Regions from separate parts of the Oryzias latipes genome. Here region 1 is linked to region 2. The links are chromatin contacts, called in public Hi-C maps. All regions are on one chromosome and are shown on one strand. Each heading gives the region's core, a stretch centred on a gene start, on an enhancer-like site or on the middle of the called end of the contact. The rest is flanking DNA. Distances are from core to core; before and after follow the strand shown.

The links. Hi-C and Micro-C count contacts between places; a contact is called where the count stands out from the background.
Region 1: a contact with region 2 is called in a Hi-C map of embryo, with 1.8 times the contacts expected there. The contact joins the promoter of LOC101160095 here to the promoter of LOC101159377 in region 2. A contact is called at or near these places in 2 of 5 Hi-C or Micro-C datasets (embryo and fibroblasts).

What each region holds. Positions count from the first base shown.
Region 1 is chr15:22,755,811-22,758,910 of ASM223467v1, forward strand. LOC101160095 (lysyl oxidase homolog 4-like) reads right to left here and starts at 1,742. Exons shown (of 15, transcript XM_004077381.4): 1 at 1,674-1,742; 2 at 558-893. The coding sequence starts at 876.
Region 2 is chr15:22,598,000-22,601,064 of ASM223467v1, forward strand. LOC101159377 (zinc finger matrin-type protein 4) reads right to left here and starts at 1,384. Exons shown (of 6, transcript XM_023963350.1): 1 at 1,078-1,384.

The sequences.
Region 1 (3,100 bases), core at 492-2,991, 160 kb after region 2:
CTTTAGTGGCTTTAAGATGATTTTTACTTTGGGATGTTTAAATTGATGGTCTTTTAAAGAAACTATGGACATGACTATGGGCCCAGACAACGACCAGAAAGACGACGCTGACACATCTGATTATTTTTGGGTTCAAAACATTACAAAATAAATGCTTTTTTATTATAATTAGATTTTTAATTTATACAATAATTTATTCAAGCATTTCTTTTCTACAGTGGCTTTTGGAGAGATGCTTTTTTGCAGCTACTGCCCTCAATAGGTGAATTTTGGTATTGTCATAGCCTATTATTTAATTAAATTAAGGACAGAATCAAAGGGACATTTTGATAACTATTCATCTACTTTGGCCAAGTCATCAGGTAATTATTTTTAATTATTTATTTTAATTTTAATTATCTTATTTAAAAAAAAAACAATTTGTTGAAATGGGTAGGAACAAGTTACATTTACTTCTTTAAACATATAAGTAGTTTTTTGTAAAATGTACTGCTACTTTTGGGTGCATGGTCACCCCAGTGCAAGGCGCATGCGTCTTAGACAGATAATACTCTCACCTGTCCCTTCCCCAAACTTGGCGCTGTGGGCCCACGTGACACCTCCCTGGTACCCCAGCTCTCGGCAGACAACATTAGCCAGCTTGATGTCCACTTCATCGTCGCAGACGGTTCCCCAAGTGTTGTTGTGCAGCACCTCCACGCGCCCTTCGTACGGCTCATGCGCGAAATTGCCCGCTAAACGCACCTTTGCAGCTGGGGCGCGAGCCGTCCTGCGCAGAGAGGACACGGCGCGTGGAGGGTCAGCACGTGCCGGGCACGTGAGGGACAGCAGCACGAGGACGGGGAGGCAGAGGCCCAAGCAGAGGATGCGGGTCATCGTAGAGCAGGGAAGTTCTGCAGAAAAAGATATGACTTTTTTTTTCTTGTTTGAACTTATAATCATTTAAGTCAAACAAGAAAATTAATAAAATATTTAAACCTTAAAGATGTTTTGATTTTAATGATAAACCATCATCTAGACAAAAATGAAACAGTCTCCTTCTAAATATGTGTTTGGAAATGAGTTTGCCATAACTCAGCTGTTGACAATACTCCAAAGTGAGAGTTGGAATTTGACATCAGTCGAGGCTTTGATCTGACAGTGCTGCAGCTACACCACATCCCTTTCATTCTTTCCCCTCTTGTCAAACATAGGCATCTAATTACAGACAGAGCAGTAACACTTCAGGGATGCAATATAAGTGAACAAACATCCCTGAAAGCAAACTAACTAGCAAAAATATATAATGCATGTTTCAACAGGTGAATTAAAAAAACTTACAACAGGCTAGAGGACAACAGTTATTTGACATATTTGTTTGTCATTTCATGTTAAAACCTACTACAAACCAGTAAGTCTAAGAAAAAACATACTTTTTTGTATTAGATGATAGAAGATGCAAGTATTTATACATAAATGTCTTTATGCATAATATAGAAAAAGAACAAAAAAAGTATTTTGGAAGTGAAAGGATGTCCACTTTTCTCAAGCATCCTGCTTCCTCCCTAAAAACACCTGCTATTCTTATAATTTCATCTAAATCAGAAGGAAACTGAATAGATTGAATGCATAAAAGGAAATCCCAAAAAACATTTGAAGTCTGAGAAAAGTAAGCAAGGTGAAAATTCCCTCACCTGTCAGGCAGCAATTATTGCAGAAGTGAACGTCAGTTGCAAAGGGAGTATGACTGCGTGGAGCGTGTCTAAAAGCTACTCTTAGTCAATCCTCCCCTCTTCCCTCCTTCTCCATTTATCCCTCCCTGCCTCCTTCATTGCCTCCCTCCTCTTTGTGTCTTTCTTTAGGTTTGGTTGAAATGCTAAAGTGACTTTTGATACAAAAATAATAATCAAACTGTGTGTAAAAAGTCCAAAGGTTGCTTTCCATGAATAGTTTAATGTTTAATTAAGTATAGATGAAATGTTCATTTAAAAAAAAAAGCTGATACTTGTAAATCTTTGAAGATTATTATTCAGAATTTGACCACTATATTTCTAAGTTGATTTTGGAATGTTTTAGCCAAAATCCCAAAAAATTCATAATCTTATGAAACACATTCAATTAAAACGTGTTTTTTTATTCATTTATTCTCACAAAAGTAAGCTACTTCACGCCTCTCTCCCCTGATAGGCTAAAGATGTGTTGCACAACTGTGCCCCTTGGAGCTTTATGCAACTTTAGGGGGAACGTGTGTGTTTGAACGTAACCAACAGGAAGGACTTTGCGTCCAGAATAGTTTTAAACTACAAGTTCCAAGTGTCTTAAAGAAGCTCCCTATACCACAGGGTAGATATTTCCTTAGAGGGACGGCCACAAACCACCAGTTCTAAAATAGGCTTAGCTTTGCAGTAGTCATGGTAAATGTAACTGATGGGAATATATATTACCACCCCTGCTCGGGAGAATGTTACGTGTTGGTGTACAAAATCATTTCAAGAGAAATGGATGAAAGGAAATAAAGATGTTTTGGTCTTCCCAGCAGGTTCCTGACAGAACCTGGTTGTTTTTTTTAGATTTCTACCTAAATGTTGTTTATTTATTCTTTCAGCCATTTTGGGAAGACTTGGGACAAATTTATCTGCACGTGCATTCCTGACCTCAGGGTGTTGTGTATTTTTGTTTTCAAGTAAACTTTGGCGGGTACCTCGTTTTAAAAAGGTGCGTTCACAGACATGAATAATGACAAGCATGAAAAGCCAGATATAGGAGCCTAAAACGTTCACCACGACCATTAAAAACATTAAACCTATGTAGATTTCCATTCCAGGAAGCAATCGAATTATACATTACTAACTGCATGTCTGCATTCATGTGTCCTCATGTGTCTCCTTTGAAGCTGTAATAAAGATGTTGGTGCGACCCAGAGATGGTGTGACTGGGTGGTAAGGTGGTGGTCCCTCCCTAAGTGGTAAACCCGAACAGGAAGAGCAGAGCCCCTATTATCAGCTCCAAATCAGAGGGATCGCCAAGGCCGACAGAGAAAAGGAGAAGAAAGCAAGCTCACTTATATATTCCGATATGCAGATATTCCAAAAATAAATGTAATTTTTGCTCCTCTATGATG
Region 2 (3,065 bases), core at 134-2,633:
TCACTTTACAGGACTGACAACCACTCATGCTGACTAGCAATCAATAACCATATGTAAACAGGGAAAGCGGGTCCATTGGTGCTCAGATGAAGAAAAACAGAACAGTTTCAGTAAAGAAGAAAATGCAGTTTTTCAAGAAAAAAAGCTGCTCAAGTCTCAGGCGTGAAATGAGAGCTGTACAATAAATCCATCACATGAAATTGTGTGATCAATATGATACATTCTTAATAGAATCTTGCAGAAGATGGTACTGTATAAGTGGGCCGGTCCGGCTTGACAGGCAGGGAAGGGTTTTGAAAAAAACCTTAAGCTGGAACCCTCCTGTAGCAGACACACAGATGAGGCCGACCAACTTCACTCCCAAACTGATTGACACCAGCAGGAGGAAGCCCACGGAATGCATCCAAATGCATTTTTCATTATAATTGGCATGTTTCTCATATTAGATTGAGATAACCAGGGAACCTGTTCAGGATGAATCCTGGGTCTCGCCACATGGCAGCTGGGACAGGCTCCTGCCTACAACCCATAAAGCAGGTATGGCGGATAGACAGATGCCCATCATTTTCATAGCAATTTATGGCGTGGTAAATATAGATCATGAGGACATCATTTCCCATCACATTTAAACCATATCAGAACTCCAGTGATTCAATCATGATAAAACATCATTGCGTGTGGTGTGTTTCTGAACATTATAGTGAAAACAACAACTCATGTTTAGAGGATCAGCATTTCAATCACATTTGCAAAGTCCAGCTGTTCTCCAAAGTAAACTTATTTGCTTTCATAATAGTAAAAGAGGTTAAAATGTTGAATACTGAGGTAATTTTATGAATTTTTAGCAGTTCCCAGCCAGCCAAACTATTAAATAAATAAGTAAATTGCATGCAAATTGTTGAAACCTACACTGACAACTTAACTAAGACACGCAATAAATAATAACAAAATGGAAATCAAAGAGTTATTGGAGTCAGCTGCTGCACTCTGGAAGCCGTTTTCATGGGGAATAAATAACCTACTTTCAACAAGGTCAGCAATTGAATAAAAGTCACTGTTTGTGAGTCCATCACTCACCTTTCGAAGAGGCAGAGACTCCTCTCCACGACACCAGCAACCATCCGCCAACTGCTGTCCTCAAAAATCCTTCCACGCACCTGTTTCGTTACAATCCGCTAAAAGTCTGCGCGTAAACGGCGCCCGCTCCGTTCACCTGGCGCTGCGCTGCGCTCCGGCGCGGATTCCCGCTTCTCCTCCGCTCCGTGGCGTCGCGGCAAAGACGGAGCTCTCTGTTGATATGTCAGCCGCTCAACTCTGAGCGAAAGGCACCGAGGAGGGAAAACCAAAGCAGACACAAAGTGAGCTATTCTTGCGTGAGGGAGGATGGAGCGGGGGGGGGGGGGGGGGGGGGGGGGGAGGAGAGCATCCTTCGTAGGGATAAATGAGGGAGTGTGCGGGGGGGTCCTCACGTGAAATAAATCTCTGAAGGACATAGTTTAAACGTGAAAATACGTAACTTTCTGCACACATGCAGGAAAACAACCCACAAACAGAACATGTCCACCGTGGATTGACACTGACTTTAGTCAAAGCTGAAGAGTTCTCAGAGTTGAGAAGACCAGAAAGAGGTTGTTACTCCTTAGCTGTTCTGCCTCAACTCCACAGATGACACGTCTTGTTAAAAGGGGGGAAGTTCGATGTCAGATTTTAATAGGGAACCACTATTATTACGGTAACATCTCGTGAAAATGAAAAAGTCCTATACACCCCAAGATGCACAGAGTCTCCAGAGATTTAGCTTTTCTCACTTTCATTGCTGTGGGCTTATGTTTCTTGGCATGTCACTGGCTCTGTCTGAAGTTCAGGAAAAACTTAAAAGTCAATAAATTATGTCAGAGTGCTGCTACTGCTTTGTTAAAGATGTCCTATTAGTTGTGACATAGATGTCTGTGTTTTTGTTGAGTCATTTAAATTTAAAGTGATATAAATCTTGACAAAAAGTGCAACACCTCCTTGTAACTGTCCCGCTCTGATCATTTTTGATGTTTTTAAGTGTTCCCAGTGGTCTTTTAATTATGATTATGCCGTTTTTAGCCAAATTAAAAAAAAAAAAAAAGCTGTCATTTTCTAGGACACAGTTTCTGCAGAGTGGCAGAAGTTCATTGGTAATTTGTCTTTGAATTGAAGGCAGAACTGTTGGTGCAGAGTAAGCCCCCCTATTTCCCATTTTCCATCATCCATTTGTTTACATAGACTCCCGCTAGTTTTTAGCGCCTTACAAACCCAGACTTAACATTACCGGTGCAACAAAAATGGCGAGCAATATTGAAGTTATCCAGCCGTACAGTTTTGAGTCAGATGCCAGCTCAAACGTGGAAAACGAAGACATACATGGATGTCATCGTTTACAGGTGAAAGCAGCGGAATGGAGCAAGCAGGGAGCTTGTAGCTTCCATCTAAGCTTTAAGCTTTTGGGGTTCATTGATTGTTGCATATCTACATTAATTTGAATACATTCTCAGAAATGAAAATTTAAGATTAATTTCTATTTTAAATGTCCTCCACCATGAGAAAAATCCACAAAACCATGTTAATAACACCCAAAATACAATTTTCATTGAAGTTGGTCTTTAATTTGATTTGTCAGTCAACATTTTTCGTCTAATTAAATTCATCTTTTAAATTCAATCACAGGATTTCTGTGTTTTTTTGTGGCTTTAGAGGCATACATCTAACCTGATGTTGGTTTTACCCTAATATGGACCATCCATTGCAGTCATGAATCATGTTTTAATGTCTTCCTCTGCAGGAAACCTTTGGTATCCAAAGGACAGCTACGAAAAGTTCTATATGTTGAAATAAAAGCCACAAATATTGATTTTCTGTTCTAATCTAATTGTTAAAAACAATGAAATTTACTGTGATGAACATGAGAAAACAAAGAAAGAAAAAAGAGACAGAAGGAAAGGCTTATTGGCTGAAGTAATTAGGATTTAGGGTGAAAGGAAGATGGTCTGTTAAAAGACAATTCACAATGTAGAGATTATTCAAGGCATGTTTCTTTC